Linked DNA regions of Sus scrofa: region 2 is linked to region 1. Evidence: chromatin contacts called from public HiChIP or PLAC-seq data. All regions are on one chromosome and are shown on one strand. The core of a region is the stretch at or near the end of the contact, and the rest is flanking DNA. Distances in the headings are between cores, read along the strand shown. Region 1 has its middle 78 kb from the start of PREP. Region 2 has its middle 160 kb from the start of PRDM1.

What was found. HiChIP or PLAC-seq counts read pairs in DNA pulled down with a chosen protein or histone mark.
Region 2: an H3K27ac HiChIP or PLAC-seq map of skeletal muscle shows a contact between it and region 1, with 13 times the contacts expected there. The contact joins two enhancer-like sites. A contact is called at or near these places in 1 of 47 Hi-C or Micro-C datasets (heart right ventricle) and 2 of 2 datasets of contacts at active chromatin or transcription factors (alveolar macrophages and skeletal muscle).

What each region holds. Positions count from the first base shown.
Region 1 is chr1:71,711,817-71,716,614 of Sscrofa11.1, reverse strand. It overlaps a transcript of PREP not described here. Among named protein-coding and RNA genes, the nearest start is that of PREP, 78 kb to the right of the region's middle. Within about 2 kb of position 2,889, at least 8 of the 83 cell types and tissues checked have an H3K27ac peak or open chromatin away from gene starts, as enhancers often do. A contact at or near this core is called in skeletal muscle, where this site is marked.
Region 2 is chr1:72,143,286-72,148,083 of Sscrofa11.1, reverse strand. No RefSeq gene overlaps it. Among named protein-coding and RNA genes, the nearest start is that of PRDM1, 160 kb to the left of the region's middle. Within about 2 kb of position 2,208, at least 2 of the 83 cell types and tissues checked have an H3K27ac peak or open chromatin away from gene starts, as enhancers often do. A contact at or near this core is called in skeletal muscle, where this site is marked.

The sequences.
Region 1 (4,798 bases), core at 1,640-4,139:
AGTAACAGGCTCAGAGTCTGTCTGCCAGGACCTGGACTGCTCTCTGCTGCTCAGGCTTCTAACAAGCATAAGGCTAATCCAGCCTATGTACTTGCTACTTGGAAATCCATTCTGTCTGAAGCACCCCCAGAACCTGGGACACTGGGGCTGTTGTGGAGCTAATTTGTGTTTCCTCTCTACTGGAGTCTAGGTTAGCATTAAAGACAAGCCCCAAAGAACTCCAGGTCAGCCTCACAGCACTGCGAGCTGGATTCCTAAGGGTGCCTTCAAGTGAGCAAGTTGGCCTTGTTTGCTAAAACTAGAGAAATATGAAAGTCCTCCAAAATATTTACTATATTCCTATATGTAGGGAAAACCCTCACAAGTAAGCTTCCTACCTCTGGCCTTCTCTTGAAATAAAGATCTGGAATTTAGAAGCTTGTATGAAATGTATTAGAAATGCATTGCAATGCCTGCAAACATAAGATAAAATATAATAAAATGTATCATATTCTCCCCAAACTCATGGAGTTGAAGACATTAAGTGTGTTTAGGCTTCCAGATGTCAATTCTACCTCAAAAAGAGTGTTTAAAAAGTTAAAAAATAAAATAAAATGTATCCTATTCCACCATCTAATTTACATTTTTAGTTTGTGTGATTTAAATGATTTCTAGGTTTTCTATTAACATTGTTCTAAATCTTTTTTCTCCCTTCCTATCGCACGTGTTTGCTGATGAGGTTTTCCCCTTTAGAAGATATATTTCACATTGGACATCATGTCATTACTCATTTTATACCTTTCTCTAAACTCTAATGAAGATACCATGTGATTTTGGATTATGTGCTTCACTTATACTTGTCAACTGATCATTTCTTTTTTGTGTGTGTGTGTGTGTGTGTGTGTGCTTTTTTTAGGGCCACACCCGAGGCATATGTAGGTTCCCAGGCTAGGAGTCGAATTGGAGCTACAGCTGCCTGCGTACACCACAGCCACAGCAACAAAGGATCTGAGCAGCGTCTGCAACCTACACCACTCAAGCAATGCCAGATCCTTAACCCACTGAGTGAGGCCAGGGATCGAACCCACCCACAACCTCATGGTTCCTAGTCAGATTTGTTTCTGCTGTGCCATAGCAGGAGCTCCTGATCATTTCTTAAGTGCCTGTAACAGAAGATAATCCTGAGTAGGACTGGGTCCTTCAGATCATCAAAAGGTTAAACCTTAGTTTCTTTTGTAACACATATTGTTTCTGGATCCAATGAGGGAAAAAAGAAAAATTTTATTCTTTTGATGTCTCTGAATGCGCTAGCGTTAGTTGAAATTTTTTTGTCTCTGAATGCGCTAGCGTTAGTTGAAATTTTTTGCACATCAGTCCTCTGGGTGCATCTGGATGTGTGTTTAGAGTATAATGAGAACGTGGCCACTTGTCCAGCCTTACTTTGCAAGAGGTCATAGAGAAGAGTCTATTTTGGCCTTTGAAAAGGTAGTCACTCCCACAGTGACTTGAGTGAGTAAATGTTACAAAAGGGCATTTTAGAAGAGGGAAATATTGTCTTGCTGTATAATTCAGCTATATTAGCATACGGCTCAGAAAAGGCTCATGGTCATTCATCAGTCTGCCCCCAGCAGCAGCAGCGGTAGGATATTTGTAGTGAACCATGTCTCTCTGCATGTGCACAGCTACATATATATACACAGGGGCACAAACAAACATGTGCCTGACTTGACCCATATCTTAAACATAATCCACCCTCAGTAGTATGTGATTTCAGGGGCACTTGGACTACATTTTGCTTCAAGGACCTTTAGTGCTATCATAAATTCCACAACTAAAAGTTCATTTCTCACCTTAAGAAGGCTTTTTTTTTTTTTTTTTTTTCCTGTTTTGGTACAAATAATTCCGAGATGGTGGAAGTATTTAAAACCCTGCCCCAAGTAATTACAAGCAAAGTTATTTGGCTTTCGGCCAAGAGTTGGGTTTGATTTCTAGGAAAGCAGAAAAGACAGATGACACTGACTGTCCCCTGGGAACCACGGTGAGGAGAAAGGTGTCCTGCTCGGAGGACAGGGTTGCTTCAGTCCAGAGAGTTTTCACAATTAGCCCTAGGGCTAGAACGCAGACATGTTTCAAAACAGACGTGATTTACCTAGTGGAATCCAAATAGTGGAATCCAAAGAGACCTTTAGCCTCAGAAACCAGAGAGAAGGGGAAAAAAGAAATCGAAATGTCAATAAGCCAAAGAGAGGCACACCTCTCTTTTAGTGGACTTGCCACAAGTCCCTCAAAAGGCTTCTGTGTTTCCCTGACTGATTCTCGTTGGTGGTGGGCCCCGAACAAGATCTGGGTGCCTTTTAACCTCGCAGTTGGCCAGTGACCAATGCCTGCATTTCCCTTGTTGAGAAAAGGAGTTCATCCCCGGATTACCAAATATTTATAAACAAATGAATTTAGAGTAACTTTTCAAAACAAACCTTTGTGACAATTATAGATGATCAAGATGGTGAAAGTGAAACCAAGCAGGGCAAGAAGGAGAGGGTGGACGAGCGGCCCTTAGCCACAGGTCCCAAAGGCCTGGCCACTGAAGAGGAAACTCTTGGGTCCCAGGTTTAGATATGGCTGAAGTTTCACCATCTGAATAAGTCTCAGCAGCAGCGAAGTTGCGGTGAGTGAAGGTGATTTCAGTGTCTCCTTAAGGAATTGGGTAAAGTCCCTTGAGGTCTGACACCCTGGCCTCTCAGGATCCTTTCGGAGGCTCCAGGAGAGACAGACCAGAAAGTTTTCAATGTGAAGGTGGGGCGGACTCGGCAGTGTCCGGAAAAAGCCAGCTTTGGTGGGCGCATTGTTGTCCCCTGGACCATTCTTCTTCTGCCAGCATCTTTCATTGCTTCTCGTGTTTTCCTGAGACAAAGAACCCAGCTGAGACCTCAACAAAGGAGAATGCAGGGAAAGGGGAGAGAATACCTTGAGCAAGAATAGCTTGGAAGGAGCCAAAAGTGGAAAAGGAAGTCTAATTCTGTCCTAGTCCGGGGGAAAAAAGTTTTTTGAGAAATGTAAACAAATCAGGAAATCCTGGCACTTACTCCAGTTCCGATCTGGGGAAAAGCACCGGTCCTTTCCCTGGGACTGGGCTGCTGTTTGTGAATGAAATCCAGATTAAATTATTCATTCAGCCCTGCCAGCCCCGTTTCCAGCATTCTTTTTTTGCCTATGGCGTAGCTTAAACCTTAAAATAATAATAATAAAAAAAACATATGCATGTTATTAACTATCCATATTCAAATGGAAATTCAATGCTATCATAAATCTCTTTTCTAATGTAAATTCCTTTCTGGAGCATGAAGCTGCAGGAAAGCCATTGTATCTGAGCAATCTGAACTTGAAAGAGAATTTTTGTTAAACCAGTTATGATAGGGGAAACATGTTTTTCACTGAGTCGAAAGATTAAAGTTGGTTGTAAAAAGGGGTGGGGGACTGAGGGAAAATTATTGGTTGCTCAGCTAATGATTAGATACAGAACTTCAAGGACAAATTAAGAGGCACCAAAGAAAGAGTCACGCAGATAAGTGAAAACAGTTCCAGTGATATTAAAGAAAAGATGCATTGTTTATCTTTATCTAATCTCCATTTCCATATTCATCTTCATCTCAGTGGCCCCCGCTACCCCATTAGCAGCCCCCCAGTGAATTCCAAACTCCACCGCGCTGCACATCTGCAGATCAGAGGGCCTCTGGTGTCTGGGGTTCCCTTTCCTGCTCTCAGAACCATCCTCTCTCTCCCCTTGGTTGTGTTATGTCTGGGCGCCCCTTCTCAGGAGGCCTTGACTGAGAAGAATGTGGGCATGCGATGAAGAGGAGTCATCTTTCTTCTTTCCTTTTTGGAAATACATTATGAAACCTTTGGGCAATTTAAAAAATTTCTCACCAAATACCGCACACCCTTCCTTTCGCGTCAACTCCGCTCGCGTGTTTGAATTTGTCACCCTTCACCCACACTCCTGCCCCTCTTTCCCTCTCATGCCCACAAATCCGATTTTTCATTTCGGAAATTATTCTTTCCCATGGAGGCAGCGACAAAAATATATCTGTTTCTGACAGAGCCGTAGGGAACAAATGTAAAGGGCCTCCTTAAGCTGCCATGTCAGTGGAAGCTCACAGAGAGAAGACAGATTTCTCTTGGAAAGAGGAGCTAGTGACATTGAGAAGGACACAAGCCCAGTATAGGCCTCACCTCCAGGCCATGGGTTCTGGCCCCCTCACTGGGTGTATTTGCATGGAAATCTCCAGCGTGAAGCAGGTTCAGGGCTTCATTTTTCAAGGCAAAACTTCCCCAATTGATTTTTAGGAGCATAGCACAAGGATTTACAGAGAAAACAGACTCCTCTGTGTGAATGCAAAGTGTGAACTTTGTCCTAGAAGGGCATCATGAAAAACGTAACACTGCAATTGAAAATTAAAATATTAAAGCAGGAAGGTGTTCCCATTTCAGCTGAGAGGATTATGAACCCAACAAGTATCGATGAGGATGTGGGTACAATCCCTGGCCTCACTCAGTGGGTTAAGGATCCGACGTTGCCATGAGCTGCAGTGTAGGTCCCAGATGGGGCTCAGATCTTGTGTTGCCATGGCTGTGACATAGGCGGGCAGCTGCAGCTCTGACCCATAGCTTGGGAACTTCCATATGTCACAGGTACAGCCCTAAAAAAATTAAATTAAAAATAAAATAAAATAAAATATTAACAGACAGCAGGAAAGAACTTAATTCATACAGATTTCCTATTTAGGATTTGAATACACATGCCTACCGTCAATTTATTGCT
Region 2 (4,798 bases), core at 959-3,458, 430 kb before region 1:
TGGCAGCTTCCATATCATATGCTATGGGTGAGGCCAAAAAAGAAAAAAAAAATATATATATATATATGGACAGGTCTTAACTCTTTTTTTCATGATTCACAGAGCCACCAGGCCATAAACAATATGAAAATTAGGTATTTCCAATTTTTCTCATTGACTCTCATTGATCCTCTGGTTCCTGCCCACTCCCTTTATCTGTTTTTTTTTCCCACAAAAGGCCTTTCTCAAGTAGCCTAAGCATTAATGGTGGTTTTATGTCTTTCATGGTGAAGGTCAGGGAGAGTGGAGTTGTCACTTGAGCTGGACATCTGGTCTGGTTCATGAACATGAGGCTTCATCTGATTTTTTTCATGTCATCACTTTTACTATTCTGACAGTTTGTTGCTTTTTTAACCTAGTGCCCCATTGTCTTAGTCTGTGTCAATAGTTAAAATATTTTTTCATCTTACTCCAAGTAAATTAAGTGGGATTTAGAGGTAGAATATCAATGACAGGGTCTGGCACACAGTAGTGTTTAATGTGGGTGTTTAATAAAGATTTGGAAAAAGTAGAAGGGAGGAAGAGATGATTTACTGTTAATCAATTTTATAATTGACTAAGATATAAGTACTTGCTCCTCTTTAAAAAAAAAAATTACCAGAAGAACTGAAACTGGAAGAGTGAAAAAAATAAGCAAGAAACAAAGAGATCACCAGATTTGATGTGAAGTTCTTCATATTTGTAACCTCTACATGCTTCTTTTATAATATTCCCAACATATATGTTAGTTCTTTCTCTCTCTCCCTCCCTCTCCCTCTCCTCTTCCCCTCCCCTCTGCCTCCTTCTTTCCCCCTCTTCCTCCTCTTGCACTGAGTGTTCTGTGGGGCCACTTGGCTTTTAAAGATCACAGCAATGTCAGATGATTGTTAAAAGACCAGACCCTGGCATCAGATAGGCTTGGGTCCCAGTTTTGGCCCCACCACTTGCTGACAAGTTACCTTGGGTAAACATTTTCAAGCCTCTGTTTCTTGATCTATAAAATGGGAAGAATAACAATCCTTGTCTTATAGGATTTCAGGGGTGATAGTCCATGTAAAGTGCTAACCACTCTGCCTGATACTGATAACATCTATTATGTCTGGTCTTCATCCTTCATTTCTCTGCCATATGACTATGCTATAAAACTCTACATACTGTGGGTGATTTTTCTCCCGAAATTAAATATACAGGTGTTCCCGTCATGGCTCAGCAGTGACAAACCAGACTAGTATCCATGAGGATGCAGGTTCGATCCTTGGCCTCAATCAGTAGGTTAAGGATCTGGCGTTGCCGTGAGCTGTGGTATAGGTCGCAGACCCAACCCACTTGCATTGCTGTGGCCGTGGTGTAGGCCAGCAGCTATAGCTCTGATTAGACCCCTAGCCTGGGACCTTCCATATGCCACAGGTGTGGCCCTAAAAAGAAAAATATATATACAGTATTCTTTTCATCCTTGAATAATTTAAACACAGCTGAGGATGTTTTCTCCAGGCTTTGTAAGAGCATTCTTTCTGAGATGAGATCAAATTTGGAAAATGTTGATTCAGATGCAGAAATTTTCAGTAAGTCACAAGCAAATGACTGTACGGGATTATACTGTGAATCTATGTTCTTCCATTAGCTCAGTGTCTGCTTTCATATTCCTCAATAAATATAATAAGTGAATACTCTTGGATGAGTTCAGAGCTAATTTCTCTGGAATTAAATTTGTACAGTTTTCTGAAGGCATTTTTATCTCAACGAATAGATTCTTTTAGTAGATACAACATTCCCAAATCAGTGTCTTGGCTCTGTTTTCAGCAACCCCAGGTCACATTCTTACTATTCTTACTTCATCTTGGAGAATCAGAAAAGACTTCTTTTATATTGGCAGTTCGAAGGCAGTACTTCTGCAAAGTCGAACATTCCTGCCAGGAACTGTGCAGCGGTCATTTCCAATCTTGTTTTGCTTAGAAAACAGACCAATGGGAAAAGATCCAATACCACAATTGTTACTTTCTCAACAGAAATTCTTCAGTTGATCAGAAGACCAAACTGCAATTGTATCTCCTTAGACATGTCCCTGTATTGATGGGGAAGGAGAAGAGAATCTTAACAGGGGAAGAAAATGATGTTGAGCTCAGTGCTGAGCTCAGTGCTGATCTCAGCTGAGTTGAAATTCTAACATTCCTAGCTTCGTTTTATGGTTGAGAGTTACGTTTAAATGAAAGAGCAGAACGCCACGCTCTTGTACCAGTGGGATCCGTAGAGAGTCAAACAGTACATCTATATTGGGAAATTCTATTCTAGCTTTTATTGTGCTGATGGAGAAAACATCTTTCCAGATGGATTTCTCTTTATACAGCCTTTAAAAATTTTACTTGCACCCAGTTTGTCCCATTGGCAGTACTTCCAGTTCTTTTTTTTTTAGACTTTAAGGTCACAATAGTGTTTATAGAACAGGAAGAGAAGTGGCTCTGTTAAGTGAGAGAAAAAGAAGCTACAAAACTCCTCATCACTATGGGTATCTTTTAAAAACATAGTAAATAGTACCGATGGCTTGTCAATAGGATTTTCAGCATTTTATTATGCAATGTGAAGGAGTTGTATAGTGAATGCCCATTTAGCCACCTTCTATATTTACACTGTATTTTGCTGTATTTACTTTATCATATATCTCTCCACCTCTACCCATTCCTCTGTCCATTGGTCATTCTATCTTATTTATTTATTTATTTATTTTTGGTGGGGGGTGGAATGTATTTCAAAGTGAGCTGTGGGCATCTGAAGTGATAGACTCATTTAGAATCACGGATAATACCAGCTTGCGTTTTGGCCAATGGTATATTGCATCAGATAGAACTAGTTTTGGCTAAGGTTAATAAAACATCGACAAGAGTAGCTTAATGTGTTTTGAAAGAATTTGTTCTCTCTGGTAGAACAGGGCTGAATGCAGGAGTTCAATGTCGGTAAGGGGGTTCTAACATCATCAGAGGCTCAAGCTCTTTCTGTCTTTCTAGTTCACCAGCCTAGCCCATGGCATTCATCTGCAAGAACTCTCATGGCCTGAGATACTGCTAGGGCTCCAGCTGTCTCACTTTATTTGGTTTACTTTTATATATTTATTAAAATTAAAAAAAAATAGAAATATAGTTGATTTACAATGCAGTGTTACTTTCAGGTACACAGCAAAGTGACTCCGTTTTATATGTAAACCTATATGTTCTTTTTACATTCTCTTCCATTATAGATTATTATGAGATATTGAATATAGTTCCCTATGCTATACAGTAGGTCCTTGTTGCTTATCTGTTTTATACATAGTAGTTTATATCTGCTAACCCCAAATTCGTAATTTATCCCTCCCCCCTTTCCCCTTTGGGAAATTTATTATTGATATCTGTGAGTCTGTTTCTGTTTTGTAAATAAATTCATTTGTATCATCTTTTAAGATTCCACATGAAAGTGATATCATATGATATTTGTCATCTGTATCAGCCATTTCACTTTTAACTGTAGGAAGGAGGAAAGGAATAAAGGCTTCTTTTAATGACCAATCACAGAAGAACCAATCATTTTACGATCAACTTGTCTAGCTCTAGGGGAAAAAATGAAGGGAATTTATGGGGATCATATTGTATTTGTAGATGAATTTAGGAAAAATTATAAATTTATAATTTATTATTTATTGCATCGTATTAGAACATAGTCACATTTGTGAGGTTGAGAAACATAGTATTATGTATTCTTTTGATTTTGTAGGTTGTTTATTTATTTCAGCCATTTTGTTTTGTTGGGAAAAATCAAATGAGCTGAGGTTTCCTTCCCTAGCATAGTTGTGTGGGTCTTGGATTACTATTGGGGACATTTGTGAGGGCACATAAAGTGAGTTTGAGTAAGTTTTCATGTAACTCGATTTCAACAAGATCATTTGTTTAGTAAATTAATTGATCCTTATATTGAAGTTATAGCAAAGTGGTACTTTTTTATAGGATGATCACATCGTTGTGATCAAAAGGCAGTGTCATCAAAACAAAGTGGTTCAAGGCCAAAGGACCAGATGGTCAGCCTATGCTATCCTTAGGGATGGATCCATGAGAGCTGTATGGGTTGAGAATTCGGCCTAATGATGACAAAAGTCCCAAAGAATATTTTTAATAGCATTTAAAGGCCTTATCTTTGAAGAATAAGCTTTATTTTCTGGGATTAAAAATGATTCATGGAGTTCCCGTCGTGGCGCAGTGGTTAATGAATCCGACTAGGAACCATGAGGTTGCGGGTTCGGTCCCTGCCCTTGCTCAGTGGGTTAACGATCCGGTGTTGCCGTGAGCTGTGGTGTAGGTTGCAGACTCGGCTCGGATCCTGCGGCATTGCTGTGGCTCTGGCGTAGGCTGGTGGCTACAGCTCCGATTCAACCCCTAGCCTGGGAACCTCCATATGCCGCGGGAGCAGCCCAAGAAATAGCAGAAAGACAAAAAAAAAAAAAAAAAAAAAAAAGATTCACACCTGTAGAGGTCTTGGGCATAGACCAAAGAGGATTAATGGTTGATGGTATGAGGTGCCTAGCATCATTAGGGATGTCTGAGATCTACAAGATTGTTCATGTGCTGTCTACGACAAAGAAGGAAGGTCATTTTTACATTTATGTCCAAGAAATTAAAAATGGAAAAAAATCAATCTGTACCAGCATCCTTTGCTATTTTGGATTAAAGAGTATATTAAAATGGGAAGTTCCCATAGTGGTGCAGTGGTTAACAAATCCGACTAGGAACCATGAAGTTGCGGGTTCGATCCCTGGCCT